Regions from separate parts of the Mus musculus genome. Here all the other regions are linked to region 2. A link is a contact called in public Hi-C data. All regions are on one chromosome and are shown on one strand. Each heading gives the region's core, a stretch centred on a gene start, on an enhancer-like site or on the middle of the called end of the contact. The rest is flanking DNA. Distances are from core to core; before and after follow the strand shown.

What was found. Hi-C and Micro-C count contacts between places; a contact is called where the count stands out from the background.
Region 1: a Hi-C map of the N1E-115 cell line shows a contact between it and region 2, with 5 times the contacts expected there. The contact joins two enhancer-like sites. A contact is called at or near these places in 3 of 39 promoter capture datasets (the HPC-7 cell line, embryonic stem cells and frontonasal cranial neural crest), 1 of 15 datasets of contacts at CTCF or cohesin (pro-B cells), 3 of 484 Hi-C or Micro-C datasets (the N1E-115 cell line, bone marrow-derived macrophages and pre-hematopoietic stem cells), 9 of 115 datasets of contacts at active chromatin or transcription factors (astrocytes, craniofacial prominence, embryonic stem cells and 4 more) and 1 of 9 other capture datasets (embryonic stem cells).
Region 3: a contact with region 2 is called in a Hi-C map of female germline stem cells, with 3 times the contacts expected there. The contact joins two enhancer-like sites. A contact is called at or near these places in 1 of 39 promoter capture datasets (neural stem cells), 1 of 15 datasets of contacts at CTCF or cohesin (embryonic stem cells), 4 of 484 Hi-C or Micro-C datasets (the N1E-115 cell line, embryonic stem cells and female germline stem cells), 7 of 115 datasets of contacts at active chromatin or transcription factors (bone marrow-derived macrophages, embryonic fibroblasts, embryonic stem cells and 2 more) and 1 of 9 other capture datasets (embryonic stem cells).

The regions. Positions count from the first base shown.
Region 1 is chr17:70,930,564-70,934,575 of GRCm38.p6, forward strand. No RefSeq gene overlaps it. Among named protein-coding and RNA genes, the nearest start is that of Gm26510, 7.6 kb to the left of the region's middle. Within about 2 kb of position 2,733, at least 5 of the 459 cell types and tissues checked have an H3K27ac peak or open chromatin away from gene starts, as enhancers often do. A contact at or near this core is called in the N1E-115 cell line, where this site is marked.
Region 2 is chr17:70,726,815-70,730,980 of GRCm38.p6, forward strand. All of the region lies in intron 6 of Dlgap1 (DLG associated protein 1), which reads left to right. Among named protein-coding and RNA genes, the nearest start is that of Gm36746, 11 kb to the left of the region's middle. Within about 2 kb of position 1,962, at least 181 of the 459 cell types and tissues checked have an H3K27ac peak or open chromatin away from gene starts, as enhancers often do. A contact at or near this core is called in the N1E-115 cell line, female germline stem cells and neural stem cells, where this site is marked.
Region 3 is chr17:70,870,996-70,874,914 of GRCm38.p6, forward strand. No RefSeq gene overlaps it. Among named protein-coding and RNA genes, the nearest start is that of Mir1195, 12 kb to the left of the region's middle. Within about 2 kb of position 1,301, at least 106 of the 459 cell types and tissues checked have an H3K27ac peak or open chromatin away from gene starts, as enhancers often do. A contact at or near this core is called in the N1E-115 cell line, female germline stem cells and neural stem cells, where this site is marked.

The sequences.
Region 1 (4,012 bases), core at 1,483-3,982, 200 kb after region 2:
TCTGCCTTTCTCTGCCTATGACCAGCTCTTTATGTCAAGTCTGGAGATGGATAGAAATCAGGTCCTCACGTGTGCAAGGCAAGCACTTTACTCTTGAGCCATCCACAGCCCTGGACTTCCTGAATGGAAGATAATGCACATCTTCGTTGTTGCTATGGCTCGAGGTTGCGGTCTTTTCTCTCTTGCAGACAACACAATCTCACTGGCCCAGGATGTCATTTAAATAGATTAGACAATGCTTCCTGAACATTTACAGGAGGCCACAGCTGAGTCCCATGTGCTTCTAGCCTTGAGTCTTTGGGCAATTTCCTTGAACTGAAAGCCTTCACTTCTTACAAAATCACTGCGGGCCTGGAGTAACACAGGTTTCAAGTACCAGTTTCCTCAACCGCAAGGCGGCATCTTTAGTGCCCAGTGAATCCCGTTGTGACGGGGATGGGAGAATTGCCTACAGAGGTATTTTGTAGCAGTGCTCGAGTACAGCTATCTTAGTGATTGTTATTCTCAGGATATCACACTGGACAACTGCAAAGGCATGATAGAAGTTCAGCACAGCAGTCAGGTCAAATGCTGGACGTGTCTTTCTGCCTCAGGAGCTGATGTCCAAACTGCCAGGTTTGCCATAGAGGCTGAGATCTGAAGCAGTTATTTAAAATTTGGTAGGATATACCCATATGGAGGATTTCTTTTAAAAACATGTTTTCATCCTTGGACACCTCCCCAGAACAATTAAGTTAGAATCTCAAAGTGTGGCTCCAGTTATAGATCCAAAAAAACTTCTCACATGGGGGGGGGAGTCTGTCAGGTTGGAGAATCACTGAGCTACTGAAGGGGTGTGGGGTGGGGTGTGTAGGGGGCACCCTTGTACTCAGGAGAGTGAACAGGGAGATTTGAGTTGGAGGGCAACCTAGTAACCGTGTGTGAAAAAAAATTATAAAATTACCAGTCTAAGACTTGAAATATTTAAAGGGCATATAGGTGGCAAAAGAGACAGATCAGTTTTAGGAGTGCTTGCTGATCTTCCAGGGGACTGTCGTCAGTGTCCCACAAATAGCAGTTTGTTATCAGTGTCTTCACACATGGCAAGACTGTCATCAGAATGTTCACACATGGCAGATTGTCATCAGTGTGTTCACACATGGCAAGATTTTCATCAGAATGTTCACACATGGCAGATTGTCATCAGTGTGGCACACATGGCAGGTAGTGTGGCACACGTGGCAGGGTGTCATTAGTGTGTTCAGACATGACAGTTGTCATCAGTGTGATCACACATGCAGGTTATCATCAGTGTGTTCACACATTGGAAGGTATGATCAGTGTTTTCACACATGACAGTTGTCATTAGTGTGTTCACACATGACAGGTTTAGATCAGTGTGTTCACATATGGCAGAATGTCATCAGTGTGTTCACACATGACAGGTAGTCATCAGTGTGTTCATATATGACAGTTGGCATTAGTGTGTAGTGTGTTCACATGTGGCAAGTTGCATCAGTGAGTTCACACATGGTAGGGTGTCATCATTGTGTTCACACATGGCATGTTGTCATTAGTGTGCTCACATATGGCAGATTGTCATTGGTGTACTCCACATGGCAGGTTGTCATCAGTATATTCACACATGGCAGGTTGTCATCAGTGTTGTTTGCACATGGTTGGTTGTCATTAGTGTGTTCACACCTGGCAGTTGTCATTAGTGTGTTCACACATGGCAGGTAGTCATTTGCATGATCACACATGGCAGATTGACATCATTGTGTTCACACATGGCTGGGTGTCAACAGTGTGGCACACATGGCAAGTAGTCATCCATGTGTTCACCTAGGGCAGGTTGTTATCAGTGTGATCACACATGAAGGTTGTCATCTGTGAGCAACATGGCAGTTGTCATTAGTGTGTGCACACAGGGCAGTTTCTCATCAGTGTGTTCACACATGCCAGGGTGTCATCAGTGTATTCACACATGGCAGATTTTCATCAGTATGTTCACAAATGGCAAGTTGTCTTCAGTGTGTTCACACATGGCAGGGTGTCATCACTGTGTTCACACATGGCAGGTTACCATCAGGGTGGGACACAGGGCAAGTAGTCATAGGTTTGTTCATTTATGGCATTTTGTTATCAGTGTGATCACACATGCAGGCTGTCTTCAGTTTGTTCACACATAGCAGGGGGTCATCAGTATGCTTACACATGGCAGGTTGTCTTCAGTGTGTTCAAATATGGCAGGATGTCATCAGTGTGGCACACATGGCTGGTTGTCATCAGTGTGTTCACACATGTCAGTTCATCTTCAGTGTGTTCACTCATGACAGGTTGTCATCAGTGTTTTCACACATGGCAGGTAGTCATTGGTGTATTCACATATGGCAGGTTGTCATCAGTGTGTTCACATCTGGCAAGTTGTTGTCAGTATGGCACACATGTCAGTATCTGTGTCTGATTGCTCAGAACTTCCTGTAACTCCATCTCTAGGGGGTCAGATACCCTCTTCTGGCCTCTATAGGCACCCATATATACATGTGCATGAGTGGGCAGGGGCACACACATACATACACCCACACATATACACACACAAACAGACATACTCACACACACACACACACACACACACACACAAACACACACACTTAAATATAAATCTAAAGGGCACATAGGGAGGCCAGGGAACACAAAGGGGACAGGAAGATGGGCAGGAGTTATGAGTTGCATCATGGACAGTAAGACACTGTGCAGGAGGCCTTCCTGTTCCTGACTTAATTAAAGAGACTTCACATGGCAACAGTTCCATTAGCAACCACAACAGGCCCTTAAACTTTGTGTGCTGAATGGTCCTGTGACTCAGAAGCCCAGGGCTTTTTAAAATTAGGTTATTTTTTTTAAAGGTGTCTTTAGAATCCTCTGTTCAAAAATCTGGCTAGCTCACAGTGGTAGGGACCACAATAATATCTTAGTTTGTTCTAGAGAGACATTAGAAAGACGTGTACTCCTAACCTTTGGCCTCAATTTAATTCCAGCAGTTCAGACATCAGCCAAGGTATGTAAGCAACTCTGTCATTTTGTGAACATTCTTCACGTGTTCTGTCTGTTGGTAATTTGAGGAAGCAGTTGGACTCTTGAAGCTCTTGGCAGACTTCTCATCCAATGAATATTTTAGAGCCTTCAGTAGTCCTTCAAAACAGTCAGGGTTCCCTCCAAAGATCTGTTCAGGCACAGGAGATAATTTGAAGTCATGTTACTGCCAGTTTGCAATTGTAAAAGTAACTTTGCTAGCACAGTACCAACAAATGGATCTTGTCAGTCACAAATGGGGTAAACACAGCTGTTTTCTTCACTCATCGAAAGGCTGGGAAACTAAACTTATAGGCTAGCCTCTGGGCAGAGCAGTTAAGTCCTTACGCTGATTCTTCTAATGTCTAAATAAATTAATTATGCCTTATTGGATTAAATAAAGTACACTAGTATAAAATTCAAAGGTGTCAGAGGATTTTCTTAACTTCCTAAGATAGTCAAAGAGGTTCCCAAAGCTATTTAACTAAATTATATGAGCTCCCTTATTGAGAGGGTAAAAATGAAAAATCCACTAAACTTTGAAGGTCACAGGTCTCAAGCCGTTGTCTGTTCCTTTCTATTTAACTAGCTACTCAAACCATACAACTGAAGTCTCTTTTCAGTATAACTTGCAAAATTTCCCCTAGTCCAAATAGCATGAAGATAAATTTGTGTAATTAGATAGAGTCTGTAGACAGAAGTAAGTCTAGATGAAGAATGAGAAGTGTATTTATAGACAGCATTCCTTTCAGCTTTATGCTTATCACATACTGAACTGCTTTCAAGTTTTAGTCTAATAAAAAGAGACCCTTGCTCAAGGGACTGGAGAGCTGACTCAGCAGGAAGAGGAAGTGCAGCTCTTGCAGAGGACCTGGGTTCGGTCCCCAGCACCAACATCACATGGCTCAGATCAGTATAACTGCAGCTCCAGAGGGCTCTGATCTCTCAGGTTTCCTCA
Region 2 (4,166 bases), core at 712-3,211:
CTGGAAAATGGGATCAAAATTAGTTACCATCCCAGGTGTTTAAGAGGCTTAGAGTTAATGTAATGTTGAGTAACTAGTTTAACATGTAGGTGCTTGCCCTATCTATCTACCTACCTACCTACCTATGTCTGGAGATCAGATCCAGGACATTGCACATGCAAGACAAATGTTTTACCACTGAGTCACATCTCGAGCTCAATAGAAAAACCTTAGAAAAAAAAACAAAACCAAAAATCTATACTTGGGTAGTGTGTGTGTACACATGTATGCATGAACTTGGTTCCTTTCACCTTTATCTACTGAAACATCTCTCTGGTCTTTTTTTTTTTTTTTTTTTTTTGGGTTTTCAAGACTGGCCCCTTTTTAAAAAAGAAAAAAAAACATTTTTGAAAGAATAAAATCATAGGGGCTGGAGAGAGAGAGCAATTAAGAGCACTGGCTGCTCTAGCGAAGAACCTGGGTTTGGTTCCCAGCACCCACATGTCAGACTCCTAACTATCTCTAACCCTAGTTCCAGGGATCCAATACTTTCTTCTGGCAACTGTGGACATCAGGTACATACATGGCATATGACATACTGGCAAAACATTCATATACATAAAATATAAATAGATAAACCATAAAAGAATAAAATCACAGAAATGAGAAAATGTCCCAGAAGAAAAGTATGGCCTCTCCTAGTCAATAAACTAAGCCTGCTTCTAATGGACAAGCAAGATGGAGACTTTTCCTAGGGATATCTAACAAAAGAATAAAAATATTCTTTTGGGTCAGGGGTCTTATGTTACCCAGGCTGGCCATGAACTAGCTATGTAGCTGAGGGTACTTTGAACTCTTTCATCTCCTACCTCTGCTTCCAGGGCTGTGGTTACAAATATGCACCACCATACTTTGTTTTGCGGGTGCTAGTGATTGGACCCAGGGCTTCAGGCATGTCAGACAAGCATTATACCAACTGAGCTACATCTCTAGCCTCCAGCTTCTGCATTGTATATTACTAGAAAGTTAGGAAGAAGTGTGAAGTGAGACAGCTCTGTAAAGGCACTTGATCCAAAGCCTGCTGACCTGAGGTCAATACCCCACATCTACACTGTAGAAGGAGAGCCAAGTATAGATTGTTCTTTGACACACACATACGTGCATATACTCTAGACATACATACATAGTGTTTTTATTATCAAGAAGTAAAACTCCTTGATTAGCCTTTTCCTCATTAACTGCCCTGAAAATATCCATAAATGCAGAATTTGAAACACACAACAGTAAAGGGCAGAGTTTCCTCCCCCTCCCCACTCTTGTGCATTAGATAATCAGGAACATCTCAAGGTCCATTTTATTCTTGGGAAAATGTCAGCAACATTAGTGAGACAGATGAACTCATTTAAAGTAGACAAAAGAATAGCTGAAAAAGGGGGGCTGGTGAGATGGCTCAGTGGGTAAGAGCACCCGACTGCTCTTCCGAAGGTCTGGAGTTCAAATACCAGCAACCACATGGTGGCTCACAACCATCTGTAACAAGATCTGACGCCCTCTTCTGGAGTGTCTGAAGACAGCTACAGTGTACTTACATATAATAAATAAATAAATAAATCTTTAAAAAAAAAAAAGAATAGCTGAAAAAAGACACACGGAGCCAAGCGCTCTGTAATGTTAGTATTCAAAGACGAATAAGATGTGGGTTCTACCATGAGTTGTGACAGGAGGAAATCTGAGGCAGGAGGATGGAGTTCAAGGCCAGCCTGGACTAAATGGTCAAACTTAGTCTCAAAAACATAAACAGAAATAAAAGATTATGCGGTTTCCGGTATGTTCTCCTAAGAAGACAGCTTCAAAGGACTGAGAAAGGACAGGGATCATGTGCATAATCCAGGAAGAGAATCTTTCCAGGAGGGGCAAGAGACACAGTAAAGAAAGGGATGGTAGCCAGGCATGGTGGCACATGCCTTTAACTCCAGTGCTCAGGAGACAAAAGCAGGCAGATTTCTGTGAGCTGCAGGCCAGTCAGGGCTTCACAGTAAAGCCCTGTCTCATAAATGGGGAAAGAAAAAGTAAAGAAAGAGAGAGGATGTGACTCAGCAGTTGGGTGGTTGCCCAGCATGGGTGAGGCCCTAGGTCTTGACTCATGCAACACACACACACACACACACACACACACACACACACACACACACACACACACCCCTACCCCTGCAAGGAGAAAGACCGGCAAATGCCAGATTAGGAAGCAGGAAATCCAGTAGTCCCCATTTATCTGTGGGGTTTTATTCTCTTTACTTTCACTTACCCGGTCAACCACAGGGTAGAACGACTGCCCGCAAAATTCCAGAAATAAACAAGTCATGAGCTGTAGGGTGAGCATTACTCTGAGCAACATAGTATCTTCCCCTGTCCCCACCTGGGCATGAGTCATCCTGTGCCCAGCATGCCCGCACCAGTTTGTAGGGTCATTAGCTACTTAGTAGCCCCTTAATTACTCACTTAGCAGCTCTCTTGGTTGTCAGATTGACTGCTATGGTACCACAGTGCTGCTGTTTTAAGAAATTCTTCTTTTACTCAGTAATGGTTCCAAAACGCAAGAGTAGTAATGGAATGGAGGCAGCGGGACTTAAGACACGGAAGGACAAGTTAGTCCTGGGTCTGCATAAAGATGTTACAAGTCTCCTCATCATCACCATCACCACCACCACCATCACCATCATCATCATCATCATCATCATCATCCAGAGGGCTCTATGTAAATGGAGGTTTCAAGCACATACTGAGGTTCTAAAAATATGTCCCTGGTGGCTAAAGAGATGAACTGAATAGACAGTAAAATAAATATAAAGACTGTTGATAGATAGTAGGTAGATAAATGGTGAGAAAGGATAGTTATATGATAGACAGACAGATACATAAATAGGCACAGTCCTTCAGTATTACAAAGTATGAATAGTAATGAACCCTGTTATGGTTTGTATATGCTTGGCCCCTGGGAGTGGCACTATGAGAGGGTGTAGCCCTTTCGGAGTAGGTGTATCACTGTGGGTGTGGATTTTAAGACCCTCATCCTAGCTGTTTGAAAGTGAGTATTCTGTTAGCAGCCTTCAGAAGAAGATGTAGAACTCTCAGCTCCTCCTGTACCATGCCTGCCTGGATGCTGTCATGTTCCCACCTTAGTGATAATGGACTGAACCTCTGAACCTGCAAGCCAACACCAATAAAATGTTGAACATATAAGAGTTCCCTTGGTCATGGTGTCTGTTGATCACAGCAGTAAAACCCTAATTAAGACAGACCCATAGACTCATGCATTATATGCTTAGCCCATAAGGCATGGCACTATTAGGAGGTATGGCCTTATTGGAGTAAGTGTGACCTTGTTGGAGGAAGTGTGTCACTATGGGGGCCAACTTTGAGGTCTCATATGCTCAAAGTATGCCCAGTGTGGCTCAGAGTCACTTGTGCTGCCTGCAGATCAAGTTGTAGAACTCTCAGCTGCTTCTCCAGCACTGTATCTGCCTGTATACCTCCATATAATAATGGACTAAGCCTCTGAAATTGTAAGCCAGCCCCAATTAAATGTTTTCCTTTATAAGAGTTGCTGTGAGCCGGGCGTGATGGCTCACACCTTTAATCCCAGCACTCAGGAGGCAGAGGCAGGCAGATTTCTGAGTTCGAGGCCAGCCTGGTCTACAAAGTGAGTTCCAGGACAGCCAGGACTATACAGAGAAACCCTGTCTCGAAAAACCAAAAAAATAAAAAGTAAAAATAAAAATAAATAAGAGTTGCTGTGGTCATGGTGTCTCTTCAGAGCCTTAAAACTGTAACTAAGACACAGAGGCAAAGATTGTAGTATATAGCATAGTATCTTTCCAGTGATCCCATATCACCTGGCTGTTACAGGCAGAGATTGTAGTATATAACATAGTATCTTTCCAGTGATCCCATATCACCTGGCTGTTACAGGCAAAGATTGTAGTATATAACATAGTATCTCTCCAGAGAGCTCATATCATGTGGCTGTTTGCTGCTCTAACTGGCCATGAGACCTGGGAGAAAAGAGCCGATAAATGAATCAGACTAAAGCCTCATGCAATAGCCAACTTTATTCAGAGCATCAGACACTTTATACTCTGAGAGCGAAGAGGAGCCACCTGAGGAAAATGTACAGTCACAAGGACAAG
Region 3 (3,919 bases), core at 51-2,550, 140 kb after region 2:
CAAGCCGAGGCTGGAAGAGGCTAGAGGAGACCTGAGACACTGTACTCTTCCCGGGGCCCAGCCAGAACTCAGCGAGTCCAGCCCTTTCTCCCGAACAAGGAAGAGAGAGTTTAAGGGACAGAGTATGGATTTTTTTTTTTTTTTTTTTTTTTTTTTTTTGGTTTTTTGAGACAGGGTTTCTCTGTGTAGCCCTGGAACTCACTCTGTAGACCAGGCTAGCCTCGAACTCAGAAATTCACCTGCCTCTGCCTCCCAAGTGCTGGGATTAAAGGCGTGCGCCACCACGCCCGGCCAGAGTATGGATTTTATCTAAGGTAATTTACTCAACCTTAAGATTAAGATAGCAATTGGCCCAAATAACGAGTGAACTCTGAATGGGTCAAATGTCTGCTCCGAAATAAGCTTGAGTTAGTGGGAAGAAACGCAAACATCACTATAAAGCAACCAAAGCTAGGGGTTGGAACGACGGCTCCATCATTGTTCTTGCAGAGGAACTGGACCCCATATGGCAGCCCACAGCCATTTGTAATTCCAATCACGTGGTCCAATGTCTTCTTTTGGCCTCTGAGGGTTCCTACACGGTACACGTACAGACATGCAGGCCAACGCTTTATACACATAAAACAAAAATAAGTATTTTTTTGTTTATTGAGACAGCGTCTCTTTATTGTAACTCTGGCTGTCCTGGAACTTACAGAGATCATCCTGCCTCTGCCTGAAAAGTTTTTTAAAATTACAGAAGTTTCGTTTAAATACCTCCACTGACTTTTATTTGCAATTCCCGAGTCAGGCAAATCTTCATCCCCTTACAGCAGAATATGAGAAGGTGTGTTTTAATGAGCTGGCCAGCAGAGGTTGGCTTTAGAGACAGGAAAGGCACAAGGAACACAGAAACAAGCCCAAGAGCAGATGGATCGGTTTTGTTTTTTTTTGCTTACTTCCCATATAAGATGGAAGCAAACAACTTGACAGTTAGTTTGATGGAAAAGATGAAGAAGACACCATCACCTCTACGTTACTGCTAACAAGAAGTCACTTCTTGACTTGCTCCCGGTGGCAGTCCTATCAGGCAGATGAGGACCATTAGCCCTGGGTTAACCTCCTAAGTGTGCCTGCCAATTGTTTTCAAGGAATTGCTGAAGATCTCTCCCTCCCAGACATAATTATGTAACGGAGCCTAACTGTCTAGCAGAGTGTGTGATGTGCCACTCCAAATCCGGGCCACTCCCAGGGGCTCCTCCAAAACAAGTCCCTGCAGCACCCCAGGACGCCACTAAGCCACAAAGCTTCCAGAACACTTCAGCCCCACCCCTCCCCCACCTCAGTTATTTAGCACTGAAGGCAGAGATCCTGACACTGACTCTGGGGCACAAAGGAAACTTAAAAACTGATGAGTGTTAAGAGGAAGCACACAAGCTGAATAAAAAGACAGAACCACGATTTACCTGTTGCTCTCCTAACATAGTAGCTACTACCGTGGCTGTCTAAACAAGAGCTGGGGCCAAAGGTGGTTGAAATATCATGAGTTCAAGGATGTGAGTGTTCACCTGCAGGGTCAGAGCTGAGTGGCTAATGAGGATTCTCTCTCCATCTGAAAGCATCCTTTATCCCAAGTCTCTAGGCCCGACCGAGAAAGAGGTTCACGGAGGCCGCGCTACAAAGGGTGGCAGTTACAAGGCGGCCAACAGGCTGCCCCCAGCTGGTTCCCATTGCTTGGTCACATGCATTGCTGCACAGCCTTCCAGAGGATTATGCCAATGAACGAGGGTCCTTTGTCAGAAGTCCCTCCCCATTCACTCCCAAAGCTGTTTCCAGAGACTGGGCTGCCAGAGGCTCTGAAGGCATTGTGGTGGTTTCTGCTGGACAAAGCAGGACACGGGAGGACTCATGCCCCACACTGTGCACAGCCTCTCCCTCCGGTGGCTGAATGTTAAATAGTTGACAGCACATTTTCTGTCATATTTCATGTGCGGCTCCCTTCGAGAACTTCCAAAAACATTCATTTGTCTATGAGGGGTGTCTGCGAGAGAAGTGTACTTGAGCTAGAGGCAAGAAATCAGAGGATGACTGGCCGGAGCCAGGTTGGTTCCAGGACTGGAGCTCGGCTGTCAGGCTTGGCACAACTGACTCATCTCAGGACCCTCCAAATTTCCCTGTTCTGGGGCTGGCCACCCCAGCCCCCGACTCTGTCAGTGGGAAAGAAGAGCTAACAGTGAACACTGCAGCTCTGAGATCAGCTAAAAGATGAACCATTCCCCACTACTGTTTATCTCCTGGTATAAAAATGCCTGCAGTGGGCAGACTCACTCACAGGTCCTGCTTGCAGATTCTACCCTCGTCTATCTCTGCTGGAAGCTGGAAGCCTCCAGTTTGACGAGTTGCCTCTCTCTCATCCCACTCCCAGCGAGGCTACTCTGACCACCACCTCTGTGAATGTGTGAGCGCCTGACCTGACGATGTCTGTTACGCGCATGCGCTGCCTCTGTTACTTTTCTGTTTGCGGATTGGATTGACTTTTCCTCTTTAGGCTTAATCTGAAACTGAAGCACAGTTCTAATAGGTTGCTGACTGCTGTGTAGAACACACGGACAGCAGCCAAAGGGAAACGTGCCCTAGGTTAAATAAAAAGCCACTTAGGAAACAAGGGGTTACGGTGAAACTGAGCAGCCTCTGTTCCGCCCTAGAAGCTTCTAGGGCTTACTATTTTAATTGCCTGTTTTTAACCCCACGCCCAACCCCCAGTTGTTGTCTCATTAAATAATGCGATAACACAGTGATGCTCCGTGATGACGGTATTTTCTGAAATTATCTCCGACTTCCTGCTACAAAGGACGAAAAGTGTCTTCAAATGGGCTGGTGGATAAGAGGCAAGTACTACCAAGCCTGAAGACCCGGGCTCAACCCCTAGAGGCCATGTAGCAGGAAAGCATGTGCGCGGTGCCCATCCCCCCAAGGTACACACACAATAAATAAATAAGTATAATGCACTTCCATTACTTTACATTTTTAATTTTTCCTTGGCAGTCTTGGCAAATCCTAGCACTTGAGACAGATTGCTATGAGTTTGAGACCAGCCTTGTCTAGAGAGCAAGTTTCAGGATACCTGGGGCTACACAAAGAAACCCTGTTTTGAAAAACAAAGTAGCAGGCTGGAGAGATGGCTCGGCGGTTAAGAGCTCTGTCTGCTCTTCCTGAGTTCAAATCCCAGCAACCACATGGTGACTCAAACCATCTGTAATGAGGCCTGACGCCCTCTTCTGGTGTGTCTGAAGACAGCTACAGTGTACCTACATATAATAATAATAAACAAATCTTTAAAAAAAGAAAAGAAAAAGAAAGTAGCAACAACAAAATGTACTTGAAAGTTTTTATTTCTATGTATGTATGCATGTATGTGGGTACCTATGGAGGCCAAAGATGTTGACCTCTGGATATGGAGTTACAGGCTACCCAATGTGGATGCTGGGAATTTAACTCAGTTCCTCTAGAAGAATAGTACTAGTTTTTTTAACACTGAGTCACCTCTCCAGTCTCCAAAATTCACTTTTTTATTGGTGAATTATGATTGCATATATGTGCGGGGTACAATGTGATGTGTTGATAGATATAATGTGGAATGGTTAAACCAAACTAGTTACCATAGTCACGTCCTGTACGCGTATATCCATGTGTGTATGTCCATATGTGTCTGTGTATGTGTGTGTGCATGCATATGTGTGCATGTGTGTGTGTACTTGTGTGCATGTGTGTATACTTGTGTGTGTGTCTGTGTCTGGAGAGAAGGCTTGTGTTGGTGCCTTGCCAGAGTTCAACGAGCTTCGCCCCAAGCTGTAGTCCATTCCTTAGCTCATCAATCTTCCCAGCCACTTCCTCCTCATCCTCTAAGAGTGTGTACACCTCTTCCTCTCCCCTGTGAGGA